Regions from separate parts of the Sus scrofa genome. Here region 2 is linked to region 1. A link is a contact called in public HiChIP or PLAC-seq data. All regions are on one chromosome and are shown on one strand. The core of a region is the stretch at or near the end of the contact, and the rest is flanking DNA. Distances in the headings are between cores, read along the strand shown.

Region 1 (5,689 bases), core at 2,315-4,814:
TACCGGATCTTTGACCCACTGATCGAATGTGTGTGCTCACAGGTACTAGTCGGGTTTGCTACCCATGAGCCACGACGGGAACTCCCAGGACAAGTTATTTCAACTCTGTAGAATGCAGTTTAAAATCTATTAAAGAATTTAATTACCTAAGTTTGTAACTGGCGTTCATTTTTAGAATTTAATCTGTTGAACCTGTGAGTTAATTAAATATTCACCAAAGACTAAATGAAGGTAGTTGTTCTTATGTTTATACAAAAATCAGATTTATAAATAGAAAACTAGATTTGCAAGTTGCATTTGGATGTTTAAGAAAAACTAGTTTTTAAATTTATAATTTTAATAAATACAGTGTTAATTTAAACACAGGCAGTAGCAGCTAGCTTTTCTCTGTATGAAAGCCCCTCTCCAGCATTAAAAATCCTCAACAGATAACACCGGCTATTATGGCCCCACCTAAAATTCAGCATTCCATAGACTTTTCCACCATTTGGCTTCTGTGGGTCCCTTGGCCTGGAATGCTCCTGACACACACATTTTTGGTAGGCAAAATTTTACCTTTTCTAAAAGGTCCAGCTGAGAGAGTTCCCTTGTGGTGCAGCAGGTTAAGGATCTGGTGTTGTCATTTCTATGCCTTGGATTGCTTCTATGGTGTGGGTTCGATCCCTGGCCTGGGAACTTCCACAAGCCTCAGGTGAGGCCAAAAATATATAAGTAAATAAAAGGTTCAGGGCTGAAACTCTGTGAAGAGGTCCTGCCTTGCCAAGTCAGAACCATACCTCCCTGCCTAGACCCATCTGAGTGTGGGGCCCAGTCTCTCTTTAGACCAGAACTTGGTGGGCTATGGCTGGGGCCTTCTCCATCCTGACTGCTGTGTGAGAACAGAGCTAAATCCTGGCAAAAAGAAACGGGAGTTCCCATAGTGGCTCAGTGGAAACAAATCTAATATCCATGAGGACGTGGGTTCGATCTCTGGCATTAAGGATGGGATCTTTAAGTGGGTTAAGGATCTGGCATTGCCATGAGCTGTGGTGTCGGTTGCAGATGTGGTTTGGATCTGGCATGGCTGTGGCATAGCAGGCTGGCAGCTGCAGCTCTGATTAGCCCCCTAGCCTGGGAATGTCCATGTGCCGTGGATGTGGCCCTAAAAAGCAAAAAAAAAAAAAAAAGCATCCGGTGTTGGCACTGCTGTGGCTCTGGTTACAGCTGTGGTGTGGGTTTAGCCCCTGGCCTGGAAACTTCTGCATGCTGCAGGTGTGGCCAAAAAAAAAAAAAAAAAAAAGAAAGAAAAACAGACAAACCAACTCAGATGCCCAGGATGTCCAGGGTGATTCAATGGCCTAGCCTTGGGAGACGAATTTCAGACCATACAGAAGGCAGCCTCCTGATAGGCACTGAGAGTTTCTACTGCCGGGTTCCCTGCTTCTCCTTGTCCTCCTCCCTAGACTTTGCCAGGAAGGGTGTAGTAAGTAGAATAACGACCCCCAAAGATGTCTGCATCCTAATCCCCGGAGCCTGTAAATATGCTGCCTTACGGGCAAAAGGGAGTTAAGGGCATAGATGGCATTAAGGTTGCTAATCAGCGGAGTTTAAGTGGGGAGATGATCCTGGATTATCCTGGTGAATTCACCGTAATCGCACAGGTCCTTGAAAAATGCAAGAGGGAAGCAGAAGCAAGTCAGAGGGAAAAGCCACTAGGGAAGACTGGTCTGAGTTATGCGACACTGCTGGCTTTGAAGATGGAGGAAGAGGGCCGAGAGTCGAAGAAGGGGGGTGGTCTCTGGAAGCTGGTGCTGACACCGTGATTTTAGCTCAGTGAGACTCAGCTCAGACTTCTAACCTACAGAACTTTAGGAAAATGAATTTTGTTTGTTCTTTAAGCTGCTAAATTTATGATAATTTGTTATAGCAACAATAGGAAACTCAAACACAGGGTCACCCACATGCTTCATTGCCTGAATCAGTTACATCTGCCTAATGACTTTCCAGACCACAGATGGGAACCAAACAACCTTGAGCTCAGCCTGGGCTCTGACCCTCAAAGGCCGTGTTGGCCTTGAGCCAGTCCTGGCTTCTTATCTGTGCTCTGGGGCAGTGCTGCCTCGCCAGGAACACATATTGAGTTAAGAAAGGGAGAGCAAATGGTTGTAGAGGGCTTATCTTGGCAAGGGCTGGTACCTCGTACCCTGTGGGTGGTTGCTGTCCTGGATGCAGTTGGCAAGGCCCTTCTTACACGGCTGAGTTACTGGAGAAGCAACAAGTGGCTTCCTGTCCCCTGGTTTATGATGGTCCCTCTCTACCCTCCCTCCCAGGGCTGATCACTGTCTACCTCCCGGTCTACAGGTCTGCTGCTGATCCTTTCTTGGGAACCATGGTGACGTCAGCTGCATCCACAGGGGGCTGTTCTGTGATCCTCCCTGCAGTCCTGTCCAGGGTTCCTGCTACACAGCACCAGAGAGGCCAGGTACACAGAAGCAGGTCTGCAACCAGCTAGACCTGAACTATGTCTTCCTCCTAATTTTTTTTTTTTAATTGTCTTTATAAGGCTGCACCAGAGGCATATGGAGGTTCCTGGGTTAGGGGTCGAATCGGAGCTGTAGCTGCCGGCCTACACACAGCAACGCTGGATCCTTAACCCACTGAGCAAGGCCAGGGATGGAACCTGCGTTCTCATGGATACTAGTTAGATTCGTTTCCGCTGAGCCACATCAGGAAATCCTTCCTCCTAATTTACAGCCCAAGAAGCAAGTCACAAGGGTAAGAGTGAGCAGAGCTGGTACTAAAACCTTCTCTGGAACCCTGGCTCCTTGTCCCAGGTTTTAAAAATATGCACTATTATATTTATCCAATAATAAAATGGTATAGAAAGACAATGTATTTTAAAAATCTACCTTTACAGTCCTTGTAAGAAATTAGGAAAAATATGAAGAAAAAAATCATCCCAATTCTTCCACCCAAGAACGCTCTTGGAGCTCTAGTTTTTTGCCTTCAAATTCCAAGATTTCCAGCTTTGCCTCCTCAGCTGCTCTAGCTTTGGTTCCAGCCGCGGCCCCGCGCGGCCCCGCGCATCTCTGCCCCTGGGGCTAAGAGGCAGCCGCTCAGCGGCCTGGGGAAAGTTGCCCAACCGGACATACCTGTTCGTGCCACTCGTCACCTTCCCAGGGCCGCTTGGGACCCGCGGCTCTCAGGAACTGGGGACAGGGTGGGGCCGCTTGACCCCTGGGGAGCTGCGCTCGGCTCTGTACCGAGGGGCGGAGGGGGGCCGGGGTCGCGCGCGGGAGGCGCCTCGGCCCAGGAAGTTGGCGGTGGCTGGGCCAATCCCGAAAGAGCGCACGGCTGCCGGCGACCCTCCGAGAGCAGGGCTTGCGTGCGGCTCGACCCACGCAGGCCCAGGCGGGGCGCGCACGTGTGTATAGGAGTGTGCGGGCCCCTCCGGCGGCCGGGACTACAAGTTCCAGGGTGCCCAGCGGCGCGCCCGGGTTTTCTGGCCGCGCGGCTCGCTGGCTCCCGAGCAGGTCGCCGCGGGCTGGCACGAGCCACCCGGTCCCCGTGTAAATAAGGGAGAGACTCTCCTAGCACCGTAAATAGAGTCCAAGTGGGCGGGGAGCCGCCCTGCGCCGCCCGCTCATGTCTCTGCAGAGCCGAGTGTCCGGCCGCCTGGCACAGCTGCGCGCGGCGGGGCAGCTGCTCGGCGCCCCGCGCCCCTGGCCCGGCCCCTCAGCGGGTGCCACGCGGACCCGCAGCAGTGCGTGCGGTCCCCCGGCGTCCCTGGGCGCGTACGACTCCGGCGCGCGGACCCCAGCGGGAGTTGGGGCTGGGGGGGCGGCAGCAGTGGGGCGGAGAGCCGGGGTGCGCACCTGGGCCCCCCTGGCCATGGCGGCGAAGGTGGACCTGAGCACCTCCACCGACTGGAAGGAGGCAAAATGTAAGTGTAAGCAGGAGGGGGGCGAGGGCCGAGGGCAGCCCTACTTGGGCCTTCACCGGCTGGACGGCACCCCACCAGCAGCCTCGTCCACCCCAGAGACCTGGGGAAGTTAAGACCCCCTGTCCCCTGGTAGGGACACCCCCCCTTCACAGCCACGCCCCCCATGTGCCCAGTGCCTTGAACCACCTAGCACCAGACCAGGTCTAGGTCCCCAGTCGAGGGGTGTGTGAGGAGGGTGGCCTCCCCTCGCTGGGATGGGTCACACGGCACCTGCGGAGATCATCGAGGGCCTGCTGCCTACTCTGTTGTGCAGAAGGGAAACTGAGGCTCAGTGCCTGAACCCAGGAGCCCAAGGTCACTCGGAGTTTGCTTCAGATCTGAAAGAAGGCTCTGAACTCCCCAGGCTTTGCAAAGTACGGTTTCTCAAGTGATGGCATTTTAGGCAGAGTGGCAGGGAATGGGCAGAGGGAACAGCTCTGGGGCTGGTGTCCCACCTGGTGGGATCAGATGGCCAAGAGGAGGGGCCTCTCTGTGCAGGCGGGATCCCCCCCATCGCTACCCTGGGAGCCTGCCTCTCTGGGCACGTGGTCTGGTGCCCTTTTGCCCTTATCGCTGGCCTCTGGCCACTTGTGAGCAGTTTCTGTCTCATTCCTGGGGAGCACAGGGCAGAGGAGCTGGAGGGCATGGCAGAGATAGTGCATTTTGTCTGAGAACAGTGACACCCCCTCCCGCCCACCCCCAGGAATCAAGCCATTTCCTCCTGCTCAGGGGCAGGGCATGAGTCCTGGTGGGCATGAGGCCCAGGGCTGGACTCTGGGCCTGGACCGAACAGGGAAGGCAAAGCAACCTGACCTGCGGAGCCGCAAATAGCCCCAGCTGCCCCTGCCCTTCAGGGCCTGCTCCCTGGGCTCTTGTGACCATTCCCGGCTGGATCCCCTTTCAAAAGGGCAGGGACGGCAGCTCATTGGCTGGGCCCATGTGGTGGAGTGGGTTTCAGCCAATGGGGCTGGGAAGGCAGGCCTGGGGCGGGGTGTGGTTGGGGGCCAGCAGACGGCGTCCTCTCGGGATTGGAGGTGGAGTTCAAGATGACTTGCCCCTGTCAGGAACTGCGGCACCCTCCCGGGGATCTTAAAGCGCCGGCAGGAGGCACTTGACTTTGCTCTTGGAGCGCAAGGAGTGTTTGTCACGCCCCCAGCTCTGGCCCCAGAACACCCTGGTGGGGAGTAGGGGGTTTGCCCCGCAGGGATCCCCACTTTCCCTTCTTTTCAGAGAACGGCAGCTCAGGGTGGTAGGAAAGAGAGCTGGGGCAGCTGGGGACCCAGGCACCGTTCCTTCTAGGACCCAGCTCCCCGCCCCCTCCCAATCGTTGGTGCCGCCCCAAACTTCCAGACCCCATGCAGCTGACAGGCCAGCCATTCCCAGCTGTTGGGCTTGCCATTCATTGAGTCCATTTTTATCAAGTGCTTTCTATGTAACCAGCACTGCCATGGTGCTGGGGAGACAGGCAGGGGCCCTGCCCTCCCAGAGCTTAGGGAGAAGGGACTGCAGAGGATGTGACCAAGGCAACCAGACAATGCCAGGTAGAGGTCAATGCAGTGGAGAAGCCATGGCGGATGGGGCTGGCCGAATCCAGTGTCCAGCCAGGGGGCAGTGTGAGGCGGGTGGGCTTGCCTCAGGAGCGCCGGCAGCCCTTAGATGGTAGCTTGTGGGAGTGAGACACAGAGAGATCTCTGTGTTTTAGTGGCGTCTTGCTGCATAATAACAAAT
Region 2 (5,689 bases), core at 2,052-4,551, 160 kb after region 1:
GGTAGCTGTCCTGGGCCAAGGGGATCACTGCATCCCTTTGGGCTCCAGGGGCACAAAAATAGGGAGACACCAAATCAAACGCCTTGGCAGGGCAGAGCTACCATACGAAAGACAGCTCTCCTCTCAGAGACTCACGGCCTAATCTGTGCCCACAGCAACCAGGGGGTACTGGACACCCGCCAAAAAGACTAGACAGGAGTTCCCATCGTGGCGCAGTGGTTAATGAATACAACTAGGAGCCATGAGGTTGCAGGTTCGGTCCCCAGCCTTGCTCAGTGGGTTAAGGATCCGGCGTTGCTGTTGAGCTGTGGTGTAGGTTGCAGACTTGGCTCAGATCTGGTGTTGCTGTGGCTCTGGCATAGGCCGGCGGCTACAGCTCCAATTGACCCCTAGCTGGGAACCTCCAGTCAACATCAATCAGGAAACAGGGGCTGGAGAGAGGAGTATTCAGACAACCTGGGCCTAAAGCCACCCACACCCTAGAACCCTTCAGCTCTTACCCGGCATCTTCGCCCTCCATCCGGCAGCTCCACAGGTGACACTGAACCTGTGTCTGCTCAGAAATCATTCAGGTCACCCCCACAAAGAGGATGCACAGGAGAACGAAAGCCTCATCCTCCTCCAGAGATAGGACCAGGTTGGAGCCTTCCTTCCACACTGGCAGTCAGAATTCCAGCTCAGCGGGAGCAAGTGCTTCACGTGCCTGTCCCAGCTAAGGAGGCACCCAGGCAAGAATCACTGCGGAAGGACCCTGGGGAGCAGCGATTCTCCAAGTCAAGGAGGGCCGGGGCCGGGGAAGCAGGCAGGGAGAACAAGAAAGCCAGTTGGTGTCTAAGAATTTACCCCAGATGCAGCGCTAGAAGGAAAGGGGTCCCAGGCTGACATAAAGATGCAAGATTCGGAGTTCCCGTCGTGGCGCAGTGGTTAACAAATCCGACCAGGAACCATGAGGTTGCGGGTTCGATCCCTGGCCTTGCTCAGTGGGTTAAGGATCTGGCGTTGCCGTGACCTGTGGTGTAGGTCGCAGACATGGCTCGGATCTGGCGTTGCTGTGGCCATGGCGAAGGCCGGCAGCTACAGCTCCATTTAGACCCCTAGCCTGGGAACCTCCATGTGCTGCGGTAGTGGCCCTAGAAAAGGCAAAAAGACAAAGGAAAATAAAAAGATGCAAGATTCTATAATAATGTGACCTGCCCCCCCCCGGGAAAGGCCATGAGCACCTGAGAAGTGGCTGGAGTCCACCGACCAAGGACAGGGAAGGCTGGTCCTGCAGAGAGAGGGCTTCCAGCCGCAGAGTGGACCCCACTGGACAGACAGACACAGGGTCTTGGGCTCGGCAAAAACAAGAGAGCTAGAGGGGAAGCAGGAAAGGCTGCCCAATGACAACAGGGTTTGTCCTCCACAGAAGCCAGAAGCCATGTAAACAGAGGCAAGCACACAAAGCAGCAAGGATAATGGCTGAGCACACCCGACCCACCACAGCGCAGGGAGCCGGCAGGACCATGGGGCGGCCAGGCCCTCCTCTCCACACCCCACCCAACACCATCCTCAGCGCGAGTAGGAGACGGAGCCCAGGTTCCAAGGCATGAGGAGTTTCTGCAGCAGGGTTTAAACAGACTTTATTGTTACAAGGGAGGCCCTACCAAGCAGGCCTTATAAACCAATACATGTGGTCCCAGGATGTCACCATGGAGGAATGGAGAGGTCATGGCTGCAGAAGAGGTCACTGTAACTGAAGGACATGATCCCAAGGAGGCCGGCCAGGGATGCAGCAGACATGTCAGGACAGGCTGGGGTGGCCAGGTCACAGCGCGAGTGAGCGAGGGCAGCTCCCTTCACTCCCGCTTCTTGTAGCTGTCCAGGTGTGACAGGACCCAGCCCGCGGGCAGGAGGAAACTCACGAAGCAGGCGGTGAGCGCGATGGTGACATCCTGCACAGGAGAAGGAACCCCCAGAGTAAGGCTTCCACAGGCTTCTCAAACAGCAGAAAGCCCCTCCAGGAACCAAGATTCAGGCTCCAGGGGAGGGGAGGGGAGGGCGGTAGCAGATCCACGGCGCCCTTGAGCCCTTAAGGTAAAGAGTCAGATGTGGGGGTGGGGGGTCAGCCTGGGGGTCAGGATCCATGGTGAAACCTACCACCAGATGACAGTGAAGGGACAGGAACAAGGATTTAAACGTGTCCTAGAGCAGGTATGCTGGGACCTAGGAACCTTGCATAGACCAGTAACTCTAAAAAAAAAAGCACCTCCCCCTCCCATGAGGACGCGGGTTGGATCCCTGGCCTCGCTCAGCGGGTTAAGGATCCGGCGTTGCCCTGAGCTGTGGCGTAGGCTGCCAGCTGCAGCTCTGATTAGACCCCAAGCCTGGGACCTTCCGCATGCTGCGGGAGAGACCCTAAAAAAAACAAAGAAACAACTCACACAACCAGGGGTCAGGCTTGAGTTCAAATGCCTTCTTTGCCACTTCGCTTGGTCAACCACGAAATGGAGATTAACGGCCCTTTCCTGGGGTCACTGGCAGGACCGAAGGAGACCAGCCCGGCAGTCCTAGCACCGTGCCTGGCACACAGCAGCCACTCAGCTGCAACTACTGTCACTGTTATTCCTCCACCCGCTGCGCTCTCCAGGCTCTGCTCCTAACCGCAGGTCCACTAACCTGGACTCTGAAAGCTCGCATTCAAGGCCGACTGCTGCCACTGAGGCAATTGCAGAAAAGGGCCAAACAGGTGAAAGTCATGAAGGGTTAAACTCTCCCATATTTCTGAGAATTACTAAGGCCTACTGGGGTCCTCCTGACCCCCCCCCAATAATTAAAAGCGCCGACAGCCGTCAGCCACCCCCACCCCCTTCAATAAGCCAAGGTGTAAACAGGCTCAGGCAGAGCAATGGAAGCTTGCTCGAGCGTGCACAGCGAAGGAGTCAGGGCTGGACTGACTGAGCACCGTCTGTCGCCCGGGCACCGTCCCCTCGTTTGCGCCCCCCAGACCTGCCCAAACCAGTGCTGCTGCTCCCTGCTATGCTGAGGGCCCCCGGCAGGGCCCGCGGCATCTCCCAGGCCCTTCGCGGCCTGCTCCTTACCATGGACCCGAGCTGCTCCCGCGGCGGCTTGGAATGAACCTGGGCACGTGGCACCAGGAGCCGTCGGGCCGGGCCTGTCAGGCCCCTGAGCAGCAGCGGAGTCAGCGCGGACATCACGGCAAACAGCCGCCTGCAAACAGCTCGCAGCCGGAGCCCAAGGTCGCGAAGTCAAAATGGCGGCCTCAGCCGGAAGTTCCGCGGCTGCGGAGGCAGGGGAGAAGAGCGGCCCGGAAGTCCCTAGGAAGTGACGTAGGGATTCACCTCCTGCTGGCCCCTGTCAGTTTTTGGCGCCTTCCTCAAAACAGCCAATCGACTCCATCTTACCACCGAAGGGCGGAGCACGGGGGCGGAGTTACTTCCCTTCATGTCCCGCCTCCAAGGCAGTCCATCTTCGTGAGTGCCAGATGTGACTACCCAATCACATAAGCCAACAGCCTAGGCGGCACCCTTGACTCCTCCCTCCATTCATTCTCAAATCTCTATTCAGTAATCCCCTCTTCCCGCCAGGCTTCCTTTATTTCTGACCTGAATGTCTGGAACTTCCTTATGGAATCTCCCCGTCTACTATTCTGCTCTCCACTTCCTGTCTCCATGCGGTAGCAGCCGACCTTTCTCCCGACCTTCCTCCCTTGTCTTTATTTTTTCAGGGCCGCCCCTGCGGCATATGGAAGTTCCCAGGCTAGGGGTCCAATCAGAGCTGCAGCTACGGGCCTATGCCACAGCCACAGGGACTGACTCCAAATCCGAGCTACAGCTTGCTGCCTTTGCCGGATCCTCAACACATTGGCAGAGGCCGGGGATTGAAACTACATCCTCATTGATACTAGTCAGGTTCTTAACCTGCTGAGCCACGATGGGAACTCCCCTCCCTTTAAACATAAATCTAACCAAGTCCAGTCATTACACCTACTTTAAAAACCCGTGGCTCCTCATTGCTTACTAGACAAAAATCTCAATTCCTGAATGTCACTGTCCAGCCTATTCTACCCTCCTGGCTCTGTGGTTCTTCCCTGCACCCCCACTCCCCCATCCCAAGTCTTTTGTTTCTTCGGATCTTGTGTTCTATAGAACACTTTTTCAGCTCTTACCTACCTAGCCTTTCTTTTTCACCACTGAAACTCCTCCTTCCAGGCCTCCACTTACTGATACAACTAACTTTAGTCAACAAATATTGGAGTTCCCCTCGTGGCTCAACAGTTAATGAACCTAACTAGTATCCATGAGGTTTTGGGTTTGATCCCTGGCCTCACTGAGTGGGTTAAGGATCGGGTGTTGCTGTGAGCTGTGGAGTAGATCACAGACGAGGCTCGGATCCTGTGTTGCTGCAGCTGTGGTGTAGGCTGGCAGCTACAGCTCTGACTTGACACCTAGCCTGGGAACTTCCATATGCCGTAGGTGTGGCCCTAAAAAGACAAAAAAAAAAAAAGACAAAAAACAAAACACACACACACAAAACAAATATTTACTAGTCCCTGCTGTGTGCCAGGAACTGTTCTGGACACAGACTGAGCAAGGTGACCAAGGACTCCCTTATCACAGAACTGACATTCCAGAGTCAGAGACGGACACTTAATGAGAAGTGCCATGATGTGAAAGGAAGGGAAGGGGCAGCACTGTCTCAGGAAGCCTTTTGCCACCTCTGTGCCCAGCAGCCCCTGTGGTAGGACTGCCACAGCTGTGGCCTCCGCCTCTAGCCTAGGGACCATCTGAGGGCAGAGCCTGCCTGTATCGGGTTCATCACTGTCTCCAAAGGGTCTGACCCACATTCCAAGAACATTTATGAATTGCAGGAGACTAAAGAGTAGGTAGAGGAGAACAGGAAAGGGGCAGGGGAACCGCCACCGAGCTGGGCCTTACCTGTATGATTTATTCATTTCACCTTCACTAAGTGTCATGAGGTAGATGTAATTATTATTTCAAATGTTTTACAAGTGAAGAAATAAGCCTGGAGAACTGCATGGCCTAGTCAAGGTCATGCAGCTTCAAGGCTGCCTAGCCAGGATTCCAGGGCAGATCTATCCATCCAAAACCCCCACTTTTTTTTTTTTTGGAGGTTCCCAGGCTAGGGGGTCCAATAGGAGCTACAGCTGCTGGCCTACATCACAGCCACAGCAATGCCAGATCCGAGCAACCTACACCACAGCTCACGGCAAAATGCCAGATCCTCAACCCACTGAGCGAGGCCAGGGATTGAAACTGCAACCTCCTGGTTACTAGTCAGATTCATCTCCTCTGCGCCACACGGGAAGTCAGAAACTTACACTTTTATCCACCACAAAAGCTGCTACAAAGGGAGAATTTCCAGAAGTTCCAGTTTTGATATCATGGCCAATAATATCAAAGGCTCCTTTTACATCAAAGGATGGGGGTCAAGTAAGGTGACAAGAAACCCGGAAATTAAGAGCTTTGGGGGAGAAGCCCCTGCCCCATGGGAGCAGGGAGGTGGGTGTACTCACAGAAAGGTGGGAAGGGACCCAGAGTGCTCCAAAGGGCCGGCCGTGCCTGAACTTCGTGGAGGGATGGGCTCCCAGGCCCTGAGCCTCCAGGGCCCTTCTCCACCCCTCCCAACTTCTCCCCCGCTTTGCTGGGTGTTGTTAATGTCCAGCAGTCTT

Evidence for each region. HiChIP or PLAC-seq counts read pairs in DNA pulled down with a chosen protein or histone mark.
Region 2: a contact with region 1 is called in an H3K27ac HiChIP or PLAC-seq map of skeletal muscle. The contact joins the promoter of LOC100522725 here to the promoter of MACROD1 in region 1. A contact is called at or near these places in 4 of 5 promoter capture datasets (fetal liver, liver and skeletal muscle), 2 of 47 Hi-C or Micro-C datasets (both in liver) and 2 of 2 datasets of contacts at active chromatin or transcription factors (alveolar macrophages and skeletal muscle).

What each region holds. Positions count from the first base shown.
Region 1 is chr2:7,935,561-7,941,249 of Sscrofa11.1, forward strand. It overlaps MACROD1 (MACRO domain containing 1), which reads left to right and starts at 3,565. Exons shown (of 11, transcript NM_001204770.1): 1 at 3,565-3,922. The coding sequence starts at 3,625. It overlaps STIP1 (stress-induced-phosphoprotein 1), which reads right to left and starts at 3,440. Exons shown (of 15, transcript XM_003353794.4): 1 at 3,132-3,440.
Region 2 is chr2:8,100,012-8,105,700 of Sscrofa11.1, forward strand. LOC100522725 (cytochrome c oxidase subunit 8A, mitochondrial) reads right to left here and starts at 3,302. Exons shown (of 2, transcript XM_003122583.5): 1 at 3,078-3,302; 2 at 1,598-1,931. The coding sequence starts at 3,191. The coding sequence ends at 1,836.